Regions from separate parts of the Ovis aries genome. Here region 1 is linked to region 2. The links are chromatin contacts, called in public Hi-C maps. All regions are on one chromosome and are shown on one strand. The core of a region is the stretch at or near the end of the contact, and the rest is flanking DNA. Distances in the headings are between cores, read along the strand shown. Region 1 holds the start of MXI1 (MAX interactor 1, dimerization protein). Region 2 has its middle 59 kb from the start of MXI1.

Region 1 (6,005 bases), core at 3,458-5,957, 60 kb after region 2:
GCCTGGAGATTCTGGAAGATTCTCCTTTAGAGGCAATTTATTGTTTTGGAGACTCATCTTGTCCCCAGATATGTAAAACAGTAAGAAAACAGGGGAAAGGGTGGCTGGGCCACTGCACTTTTGGGGAAGGGAATTTCCACCATCTGGCTCAATGGGTTTCTGGCTACTCTACAGAGGCAGCATTTTGATATTTAAACTTTAATGTGAATGACTCAGGGATAGTTTTGCAGTGTTCAATGCCTCTTCTTACCACGCTGGAGCAAGGAAGCCAGGAAAGGCCAGCACCAAGGTTCAGCCAGGCAAGGAAAGGTCATTTATCTCTTTGACCTTCATGGCCTAAGCCTCTCTTCTGGGCCATACTTGTGCCATGCTAGGTGCTAGGGGCTGGGGATGGTTGGGGAGCAAGTCATGCTCCCTGCCCATGATGAGCTCATAGTCTAGCAAACCCTTTAAAAACTGGGCATTGCATGGGAGAAGCCCAGGAACTGCCTGAGACAGGAAGGGCCTGCCAACCTCAGAGGTCCAAGAGAAGGGAGGGCAGAGTCCAGAAGAGCAGAGATAATGCCCAGGAGCAGATGACATCCGGGTGAGCTCCAATGTAGGGTGGAGGCTCTTTATCCTCTGCCCATGTCTACACCCACTGGTGAGTGTGTGGGTGGGGGTGGGGGCATGGGGAGTGGTTGAAGGAGGCCTAGTCAGCACTTCTAAGCCTGTGCAGGAGCCAGTGGGAGAGGCAGAGTCCCACAGTTCTAGTTCCTGCTATTCTGCTTGTGCCTAACAGTTCCTAACCTTCCCCTACCCCGACCCCCAACCGCCACTCCGAAACTCCTGGGCTTCCCTTGAAGCCACTTCTAATAGATAAAGACAAGATAAAGGCTCCCAAGGAGAGAGGGAGTCCTGAGCCAGCTCATCAGATCATTGCCGACAATCCCTTTCAAAGGGAAAGGTGCCCAGGAAAAGCTTGGCTAGGGAAGCTCTGAGGATTAGGACTCAAGAGACAACGCAGGGGACAGATCTCTTGATGGTATTTACCAAGCCTGAGTGCAAAGACCACAGGTCAAAGAGCAGAGAAGAACTTGACTGGTTGTGCTAACAAGGTCCAAGGAAAAGCTAGATGTTGGAGGGTAGCTTCAGGCAGAAAGGTCTAGTGAAGGGAGCACAGGTGAGGAGGAAGGGCAGGCTTAAGGAGCCCAGGAGAACCAAAGTGGTCCAGGCTGGGGAAGGGCATCCCATCCAAATGCAGGATGGGGAGGTCTGGGGGAAGCTCTCATATCACAGCTTCAGTACTTAACTAGCCTCTGTGTACCTGAAGACATAATTACAGGCAAAACAACTCCTTTGATGTAAGAGTGTAGTGTAGTCTGGGGGGGAAGAAGGACAAATAAAGAATGATTTTGCTTTAATATGCAAATAAGGTTGTTGGAAAAATATTGCCAAATAGGCCAAGCAAAGAAACAGAAGGTTGAGAAAATATGACCCAGGCTGAGTGGGCACCCAAGACATTTAGGGTCCTTGGGAACATCATGGCTGGCCTGACTGGGCACCGCAAAAATTCACTGCTTTTCTTTAACATAGTTCCCATGTTCCTACAGGCTGATTGCCTTCTCATTCCCTCCCTGTTCTCTGCAGATATTCTCAGCAAGTTTCCAAAGAGGCCTGTTTATTTATGGATCAAGGCTCCAGAGAGGGACCTCCCTGGTGGTCCAGTGGTTAAGAATCTGCCTTCCAATGCAGAGGATGCGAGTTCGATCCCTGGTTGGGGAGCTAAGATCCCATATGCCATGGGGCAACTAAGCGCATGCGCTGCAACTAGAGAGGAGCCTGCGTGCCACAACTATTGAGCCTGCACGCTCTGGACCCCGTGCGCCACAATTAGAGAGGCCAGTGCTCTGCAATGAAGACTCGGCGCAGACGAAAACAAAAAGGCCCAAGAGAAAGAAAAAGGGTATGAACAGCTCCTCCTAGGAAGCAAAGGTAGTCAGGAATGGCGCTGAGCTTGTGAGCCAGCTCAGTCTGCCCTGTGATATAACTTCTGAAACACCCCTCTTTACGTTTGGAGCCAACTTTATTAGAGAAATCTATTGATTGGGGAATGGTTAGGGAGGAGGGATGCTCACATGATTTAACACTTGATGGGCTCTAAAAAAAATAAGGAAGAGCCTTTGAGCTTTAGCACATTCATCGTTCCAAAGACACGTTACCAAAATGAATGTATGCAACTCTACTGTATGTGAGACTCTGGGGCACAATAGCCTAGATTCTGTGAAACAAAAAGGCATTTCTCCTGCCTCCACTGTGTCTCTTGTGGTGCCATTGTCTGATGCTAAGAACTCACATAATAACAAAAAACAATGCCCCTATGATGGGAGGGAAGACTTGATTTGGCACCAGCAGTGGTGTTTTCCATGGGAATGATGGTGGGGGCTGTGGCTGACTGTGGGAATAGTGCAAATCAGCACTTTTTTGTAGATTTTCTTCAAGCCATTGTTTATTTTGGCTTTGGTCAGATCCGTGGCCCAGCTTGAAGATTCCCACTGGGCTTTCTGAAGCTCACAGACCTATGAGAGATGAAACAGGGATAAATAAATAATGACAAAACACTCTACCCCTGCCCTGGCACTCATGTGTGGGGTGTGCCTATCTTGCTGGGTGTGTATACATGCAGATTGCAGTACAGTATATGTACACATTTGGCCCACACCTCCACCAGGGAATCAGAAACCAAGGTTTTCTCTGGGCTTAGAAAGTTCTTTGTCTCACTTTCACCAGGGGCAAGGGAGATCAATTTTTGCAAAATGGCATTGGATAAAACTTGTTTATACTTCCTAAAGTCCTTTGATGTTTATAGATTTAAAAATATGAGTAAATCAGATTGTGGTTCCAACAGAACAAAAAGTAAATAGCTGTTGTGAAGATGGAAAAAAAGTGAAGTGAAACCGTTAGTCGCTCAGTCACGTCCAACTCTTTGTGACCCCATGGACTGTAGCCTGCCAGGCTCCTCTGTCCATGGAATTCTCCAGCCAAGAATACTGGAATGAGTTTCCATTCCCTTCTCCAGGGAATCTTCCCAACCCAGGGATCGAACCCAGGTCTCCTGCACTGCAGGCAGATTCCTTACCAGGGAATGAGCCACCAGTGAAGGTGAACTTTTATCTCACACCTTTTAGGAGCTTCTTCTCTACCCTAGCTAAAGGATGCAGAGATCAATCAAGATGGAAGATGAGCAGGGAATATGTGTAATATGATCATATTATGGTCCAAAATGTGAATATATCGGCTTTAAAATGCCAAATACTGATTCAGCAGCAGGTTATTGGAGTCTAAAAATACACAATACTTCAATGAGGGTGCATGAATTTATTTTACATATATATATAGTGTTTTCTACAAAGAAACACACTTTCTCTCCTTTTCTCCAAAAGTTTTCATTTCCAGGAAAAGTCTTCCTGACAAGTGTGTGTGAAGCTGTCTCTAAGCAGAGTGGCTGGGTTGCACAACTCCAGGGGGCAGCATTCACTGTGTCTTCTGTATAAATGGTTTCCCTGGAGGAAACCTCCAGGAGACCTTGCAAGGCAACAATATTTAGATAGGCTTATTGCACAGATGTTTTTCAACAAAGTGCAGGAGAGTCTTGTTTCCTATAACTTATTTCTCCTTTTAGCTGCCAAGTAGGGGACTCAGGTTCTTATCTGGGTCTGTATTGGAAGAAAAAGATCATACTATGAGCATGCTGACTGCAGATATAATTTAATCAACTCATGAATCTTATCAGAGGTTTCATGGATGGGGAAACAGGCTGAGAGAGGTTAGGGGACTTGCCCAGGCACACTCACAGTCCAGTCTGTGTGCAGCAGAGCTGGGGCTTGAATGCCTCTCTATGGCATTCCCCAACGGCCCTGACTGCCACCACACTTCCCAGGCCTGGAAAGCATCCATGGTTCCTGCAGACCCTGAATGGTCTGCACTGGCAATGGAACAGTGTCGCCTAGGGTAGGGGTCTTCAGAACCAAAAGGTGGAATTCAGCCACGGTAGGGGTGGGAAGTTCCTGGGCTGCCACGTCCGCCTTTCTGCCAAATAAAATAAAAGAGAGCCAGGTGTGGAGGCTCCCTACTGTGAGCTTTGCACAGCTGGACTAAGGCTGGGAAGAGGAGTGTGGGGAGAGACGCTTCCATCTCCTCCCCCTTCCTGGAAAATAACTCTGCATTTGAAGGGAGAAAGAAAGAGTGAGTAAATTTGTAACTGGGATTTGGTGGCCTGGGGATTTCATTTGGCCCTGTGAAGGCAGATTTCTGTGCCTCTGTGTGTGTGCGTGTGCGTGTACGTGTGTGTGTGTGTGTGTATGTAGGAGTGTGTCTATTGAGGGGAGAGAACTTGAGGTAACGTGTATGATTTTTTTGGACTGGACTTTTATTTTTTAAGTCATAGCAGCTACCGTTGGAATCTAGTATGTGGTGCCAGGCATTGGTATTATTTTCACGTGAAGTAAAAGAACAACAGTTTAATAGTTTGTTTTTCTGTGGGTACGCTCCGAGCCCTCGAGTATTTTTTCCATTTGGGTTTAAATACTACGCTCTACAATGTGATAAGATTGGGGAGAGGCGGGGTAGTATGCCAGGACTGGCAGGGGGCGGTCCCTGCCTCGCTTGTCTCCGCCTTTCATTTTGACCAGTCCGATGGCGACAGGCTCGCACTAGGACCCAGGCGCCAGAGCGCCTCCGTCTGTCCTGTAGGTTCATTCAATCTCCCATACACACAGACCCACAGCGAGACCGACACACACTCACACACACTCAAACACACAACAGCACGCAGCGAGGCTCGGGAAGTCAGGTCGCCTTCTTGCCTCGGCGCCTTCTTCGCTCCAGCCAGCCGGCTTTCCCCCGGGGCCCGGAGCTTGGCCGGGCCGCGCAGCCCCGAAAGAGGACGAGCTCGGCGGACCCCGCGGTCCCTCCATGGGCAAACGCGGGCGGCCGCGCAAGGAGGCGCGCTGCGAGGGCGCGGGGCTGGCCCCCGCCGCGCCCCCGGCCGTGACCGCGCCCCAGCCCCCGGCCCAGCCGGAGGAGCCCGCGGGGGCCAAGCTCAGGTGCCCCTTCTCGGACATTTTCAACACCAGCGAGAACTCGATGGAGAAGCACATCAACACTTTTCTGCAGAACGTGCAGATTCTGCTCGAGGCCGCCAGCTACCTGGAGCAGATCGAGAAAGAAAACAAAAGTAAGTTTGGGGGCCCTGGCTCCTCTTCGGCGCCGGGCTCTTTCTTCCTCGCCCACTTGGGCGACCCCTGACGCCTGCTTAGCCCCCCTCTCCCCAACACACTCACATCTAGCCCTCGGCAGTAAAGCCGATGACACCGGAGAAAGGACACGCACGCACAAAGCTGCTAAAGATGTAACAAAGACGAGCAGGGGGTAGGCGGGGGGGTGGGGGGGGGGGGGGGGGGTGCTGTCGGTGCGTCAGTCTGTCCGTCTCCGGGAGGGTGGGAGAACCGCTGGGCCGAGGAGCGGGGGAGTGTTGTTGTTTGCTGACAACTGAGCCGAGAGCTCATCTCTTCGAGGTCGCGTTTCTTACTTTTTTTTTTTTTTTCCTCTCTCCTTTTTTTTTTTTCCCCCGGAGCCTTCTCGGGCAGACAAGTGTTGTTTTTCCGTCGCTCGTTCCTGGGTGGGGTGGGGATTACAAGACGAAAGTTGGAAACTGTAGGCAGAGCTCGGCGGTTCCAGAAAGAAAACACATAGACACACGACAACGATAACAACAAGCAAACAGCCCTCCACGGCGTGGGCTCCGGCTGGCTCGGCTCTGCTTCTTCCTCCTGTCTACTTTGCCTTTTCCTCTCTTCTCGCTGCAAGGCTGGGCTCAGGCCATCGCGTCCACGGAGACAGTGCCCCTGCGCCTCTGCTGCCCTAGGTGCCCCTGCCCCCGACTCCCCCCACCCCCAAAGAAACAGGCCGGCAAAACCAAGCACCGCCAGCAGCTCGCCCGGGACCCGCGGTGCTGCGCCCGGGAA
Region 2 (6,376 bases), core at 648-3,147:
CAATGAGTCAGTTCTTTGCATCAGGTGGCCAAAGTATTGGAGTTTCAGATTCAGCATCAGTCTTTCCAGTGAACATTCAGGACTGATTTCCTTTAGGATTGACTGGTTGGATCTCCTTGCAGTCCAGGGGACTCTCAAAAGTTTCAACACCACAGTTTAAAAGCATCAGTTCTTTGGCACTTAGCTTTCTTTATGGTCCAACTCTTACATCCATACTACTAGAAAAACCATAGCTTTAACTAGATGGACCTTTGTCAGAAAAAGGTTGAGGAAAGTTTATAAACACTGAATTACTTCATGCATTCCTTACAGCCTAGTTATCTTGTTCTGACTTAGGAAGAATTAGTCTTCCAGAGAAATTGCACTTGCCTAACACTAGTCGTTCAGAGACGACTCAGCCAGGATCCAAGCACAGATCTTCAAGTCTGCGTCTCACGCTTGTCTGCTATACCGCAGTCTCCCTTGGAAGCCCATTGGATCATAACCTAGGAACAGATAAATAAACAGTATCTAAAATTCCCTGCAAATTAATGCATAGGACTTTATAATAGGAAAAGTTAAGAGAAACATATTGCAGAACAGAGCTCATGTATTATTTATCAATAATTGTTTTTCCTAAAATTCCAAGTCAGTCAGATGCTCTGTGACACTCCTGTGTTTCCTCTCAAGTGAGTTAAGATACTGATTGCTTTCCTACTACAACCTGTGATATTTAAATGCCATTTATACCTGAAATGACAAACTGATATGTTTTAATATTCCTTCCATAGCAAATGTTATATGTCTTAATCTAGCAGACAGGTGGACATGTCTCCAGTTAACAGTTATTTTTAAAGCCTGTATAATTTATAGTTGGTTAAGTCTTGATAATGAAGCAATGGTGAACGTTACTGATTATTTCTGCACAAACTGCTTTAGGTTCTGTCATTCTTGGGCCAGTGCTGACCTTGCTTGTAATAGTAAAAAAATAAAAAAGAAAATTCCTTATTTTCAGTCCCGAGTAACTCCTATCTCTAGGCAAAATACTAGTTCCTGGCTAATCTCTATATCTTAAAATCAATAGCATTGATTTTATTAATCCAGTTTGGATGTTCAAAAATAAAAAATTATTTTTCTAAGAAGTCATTCAGGCTCTCGCCTTCTGAATCGGACTGGATTCTGCCTGTGGAATGTGTACCTCTCTAAATAAACTTGCTTTTAAACACAAAAGTAATAATAAATTTCTAAGAAGTGATTCTAAAATGTTTAATATGCTTTTAAAATAATAGACAAACAATGAGTAAAAAATATTGTCTTATATAAGAGTCTGTACTACATATTATTTCAAACTGTTATAGACAAGATTTTTCCGCATTGTTTGTCCTTTTATATTCGACTTTCACTCCAAAGGGTCAGTAGAATGAGCCCTGAGGAAGGACCAATTTGGAGTGTTAGTTATTGGACTTCTTAGACCAAAGAATGTCCTATTGGGCTGATATTTAGACTTGAGATTTTTCAAGAAAAAAAGACTTTTCCAAAGCAGTAATATCCTAACAGACGGGAATGGAAATGAGGAAGTGGTGTGGTTATAAGGGGCAGACTGTTCTGTGGATTTCCCACTGGTCCTCTTGACTTAAATTATATTTTCTGGGTTAAACAAAAAAAAAACCCTGACAGTCCAGCCTGGACCTCAGACTGCGGTGCTGCCAGACGCTTTCCAGTGAGTTGCCAGACTAGCGTGTGTCCTTACTTCATGTACGAGCACTATTGTTTTATAAGCAGGATCTAAACTAATTGTTTTTTCCAAGAGCAATAGCTTCAGAAGATTCTTGCTGAGCAGGAGCTATGGAGGAAGTCGTTGCAGTACTCTATAACTCACCCCTTTCCTGTTGAGTAATGCTCTGGGGGCTGGATTTCAGTGGTGGCTGGTTGGGCAGACTTTGACTTTAGAGTAGGTGACCTCCTCAGTTTTATGAGAGAACATGTAGATATAGCCAACTTGCTGGCAGGCACAGGCCTACTCTTCCAAAGGTGTTTACTGGGCTAACAAGGTTAAACATTACTTCTTATCTGATTTCTATTTTGGAAATGTTGGCTTCAATTGTTACAACTGAAATGAAGGTCATTTGAGGCTATTAAGACAAACCAAAATGTATTCCAAGTATTCTGCACCAGGCCATGGTGCTGGGAGGAGGAGAGGGAAAGAGGGGAGGGGTGAAGCTCCCGCTGCACTTGGATGTTTCGATCTGTGTTAGTCACTCAGCCATGTCCAACTTTTTGCAACCCTATAGACTGCAACCCACCAGGCTCCTCTGTCCATGGGATTCTCCAGGCAAGAATATTGGAATGGGTAGCCATTCCTTTCTCCAGGGAATCGTCCCAACCCAGGGATCAAACCCAGGTCTCCTGCATTGCAAGCAGATTCTTTACCGTCTGAGCCACCAGGTGAAGCCCATTAAGCCCTTTAAAATACGTTGTGTGTGATAATTGTGTTTCATTTTTAAAATAATCTTTTAGGTAATTTTATATGATAGAACCAAGTATGTGAAATAACTTCGTATGGGTATGGTCTCCTGTCTCCATTTTGACCTTTAGGTTAACAATGAGCAAGAGTACATGCACATACCCTTGCTGAAGTCAGGCTGAGCATGGCTCAGTTAACTGCAGAAGAACAGGGGAGACTGGGTGGGGCAAGCTCTGGAATTCTCCCCACTCACTGAGCAAAGCCGGGCATTGGGGCAGCAGCTTGAGCTGAAGCAGGTAGTAGGAAGTGCAGCCCAGCGGGTGAAGCATGGAATCCGGAGGACGTGGCAGTCGACCAAAAGCACAATCTGGTACAGTGGTCTGTATCCAGGAAGTTAAGTCCCAGTTAGGAACCTGGAGCAGAACAGGACCGCAGGAACCGGGTAGCTCGCGTAGGAGCCCCAGCCCAGGGGCTGAGCTTTAAGAGCAGTGCTTCCTCCACTTCCTGTGGGGCAATGGCAAGATCGGGGAAGGACCTTAGGCTTAGGGGGTCTTAGTATAGTTCTTCAGAACAGAAACTCAGATGGAAGGAAAATGACAGACAGGGATCCTGTGATCAGAGCTGAGGTACACGGTAATGGCTAGGGTCCGAGGAGCAAATCAGTGATCAGAGCCAAGACACAAGGTCATGACTGGCCTGCAAACAGGCGTGACTTCTTGCTGAGTCCCAGAGCCACCTTAGCTCTTCCTGTCTCATCAGGACCAGTCCTGAAGCCCACAGCCTGGTGGCTCCAGCCAGTGGGGGCGAGGAGTGCTGCAGAGACAGGAAGGGGCCTGGCCTGAAGTTCACGATGGAAGCAGCCCCGTGATAACAGACTCAGCGGGGCAGCCAGGACAGGTTATTAATATTTCACCCTAGAACCTACCTGGGGGGGGGACAAGGGCCAAGCACTACCAAAACACTAGCTGTCAGAATGGCCCTGTGTTTTTCGAAGCTCTAGTGACAAATCTGGCCCCCTTCTGGAAGTCAGTATAAGCCACTCATCAAGAGTGCTGGTAATTGAGGATTTCCCTGATGGTCCAGTGGCTAAGACTCTGTCCTCCCAATGCAGATCCCTGATCAGGGAACTAGATCCCACATGCTACAATGAAGATCAAAGTTTCCGTGAGCTGCAAATAAGACCTGGCTCAGACAAATACATAAACATATACATACACTTTAAAAACAGTACTAGTAATTGGAGAGAAGAGAATCAGAGGGTGGTCTGTATTTCTCCTCCTGGAGTAAATGAGGCTATGATTTTAGGTGAGCAGAACCTTGATTCTACGTGGTGTATCCCCAGGCTCTTGGGTGATGGGTAACAACCTTCTGCCCTGGGCCAGGAGGCCTCACCGATTTGTCTCGCCACACTTGCCCGAAGAATGATCGCTCAGTCCACTCCTCCCCGCTGCTGCTAAGAGGAAGACTTCCTTGGGCCCTTACCTGTCAAACTTCAGGCCTGTCATCATCCTCTGTTTAAATCATTCTGTCCTCTACTCCAGGAGCTGTCTGTCCATAGAACATCTGTTCCTGCTCCCTGGCAAACAGAATCTCTTCACACCCGTCTCCCTTAACCTGCTTACCTAGCAGAAGGCTTGCAGCCTCTCCGGTGTCTTCCTAACTTTCCAGACATCCTCCACCTGGCCCCATTGATGAAGCATGTTACTCTCATCAAAATAACTTCCTTTTTTATCAGACTCCAATGGCACTTTAAGGTCATACTTATCTCAGTCTGTCTTAAATTAACATTGTTGTATATTCCCCCTGCAAGATTATGAACTATGGGAAAGCAGAGGTTATACCTTCTTTTTGTCCTCTACCATGCTTCATCGAACATAGATGCTGAATTTTTGTTGCTTATGATGGACACTATTGTTCATGTGGATGTCATCTTAACAATATGTACATAGCAAAACATGTTCTTGTGTATCTTAAATAGCCAAAATCAGGAAGGGGCTTGAAGTTAAAACCATGGTTGGAGTCACTAGTTTGATCTGCACAGCAGATGATTGCTACAGTTTACCAAGTGCCCACCCACCATAGGTAGGCATTGTCTGGCATGTTTTATGACATTATCTTAATTCCCTTTCCTGCACTGAAGGGAACCTGAGGTTTAGAGAGAAGCTGATACATTGTTTAATATCATTACATAGTAAGTGGTAGATCCAGGATTCAAACTCCAAGTCTGTTTCTCACTCTGCAGATTATTCACCAAATGCAGCCCTCTTGACAGTTGGTAGAAAAATCAAGTGTTAGAACTTGCAGCAATAACAGAGAAGCCTTCCCCAGGCTGTCTCTCTCGTGGCCAAATTGGCTTCTAGGTGAGGAAGAGTTAACCCAAGACAGACTGCCTGGGCAGCCCCACGGCAGTCACTAACTCAGAGTAGGGGAGAGCGTCCTGTGCACATACACAATATAGTTTCGTTTAGGAACCTGAGGACAACTTAGAGGATCTGTATAGAAAAGAAGACTGGGTGTTGGTCTTTTCTTAGCAAACACTACTACAGGTGTGCTACTAAATTAACAGTGATACAGTCACTGTGTCCTGATCAGCAGCGTGGTTTTTTAATGCATGTATTGCCCAATATTGCCCATTGAATCTCTGCAGATTGTTTAACTGAAGGCTGCTGTCATTGATAGAAGTTGTTGGCACATTATAAACTCCCTGGGTAAAGTGTAATAGCTTGGATTTACTGAGCATTGTGTGCTTTAAATGGATGCATTAATTTACTACTGCAAACCTCCAGATAAATACTATTATCCCCCATTTTACAGATGAGAAAACTGGCTTTAGAGAAGATGCCTAAGGTGGCAAAAGCCGGGATTGAAACCTACATAATCAAAGTTGAGAGCTTATTCCTTTACTGTCTTTGATTCCCAAGGATAATTATTATTTTATTCATCTTTTTCACTTACATGGATCTCTGGGGACAGCAGACATTAATTAATAAACTATTACATTATACAGGGTTCTGGGTTTAAGTTTTCTTTCACTCTCAGTCACTTTTGTGCTAGAATACTCTTTTGTTCTAGAATGCTAGCTATGGCACATGATACATTACATAGTATCTAATTCCAACTGTTGTACCAATAATACTCTGAAATTGCCACATTTGAAATCATTGTAGCCTTTTTTCCTTTGTCCAATAGTGGAACATTATAGTCTAGAGCTTATACTCTGGAGTCATAGAGACCTGAGTTTGACTCCTGGCTCTTTACTTTTCTATAAAATGAGTAGAATAATTGTGCTAACCTCTTAGAATGGTTATAAGAATTAAGTGAAATTGTAATATGCACAAAACCTCACATGGAGCTCAGAATCAATAAACCCTCAATTAATGTTGATATCATTAGTACTATCCCTTTGTTTGGTGTCCTTTATCTGCCAGGAGAGAATGCATATTAGAAAAAAGATTAAACTATAAATGGCTTGTCCCTTTCAATGTTATCTATCTGAAATGTTGTCATTCCTGTTCTTTTTAAAATTCTCTGTACAATTATGACTAAATTTCCAGTCTTTGAAAGAGGGTAGGCATTTCCCTGGCCATCCAGTGGTTAAGATTTCACCTTTCAATGCAGGGAGTGCTGGTTCGATCCCCAGTAAGGGAACTAAGATCCCACATGCCCTGGGGCCAAGAAATCAAAATATAAGACAGAAGCTATATTGTAACAAATTCAATGAAGACTTTTAAAAAAATGGTCCACATCCAAAAAAAAAAAAAAAATCTGGAAAAAGAAGGGCAGGAGATGACAAGGGATGAACATATAATTTAAAACTGGCCCTTTTCCAGTAAGAAAAAATTTTGTTGTTGGGAGATAAGGTTTGTAGTTTGGGAAGGTGATGGATAAAGGAATTACTGCGTTGATTACTCCCAGACAAGGATACTCCAGAGC

Evidence for each region. Hi-C and Micro-C count contacts between places; a contact is called where the count stands out from the background.
Region 1: a contact with region 2 is called in a Hi-C map of liver, with 3 times the contacts expected there. The contact joins the promoter of MXI1 here to the enhancer-like site in region 2. A contact is called at or near these places in 9 of 16 Hi-C or Micro-C datasets (blood, hypothalamus, liver and 4 more).

What each region holds. Positions count from the first base shown.
Region 1 is chr22:30,305,969-30,311,973 of ARS-UI_Ramb_v3.0, forward strand. MXI1 (MAX interactor 1, dimerization protein) reads left to right here and starts at 4,708. Exons shown (of 6, transcript XM_027960481.3): 1 at 4,708-5,215. The coding sequence starts at 4,954.
Region 2 is chr22:30,248,669-30,255,044 of ARS-UI_Ramb_v3.0, forward strand. No RefSeq gene overlaps it. Among named protein-coding and RNA genes, the nearest start is that of MXI1, 59 kb to the right of the region's middle. Within about 2 kb of position 1,898, at least 6 of the 54 cell types and tissues checked have an H3K27ac peak or open chromatin away from gene starts, as enhancers often do. A contact at or near this core is called in liver, where this site is marked.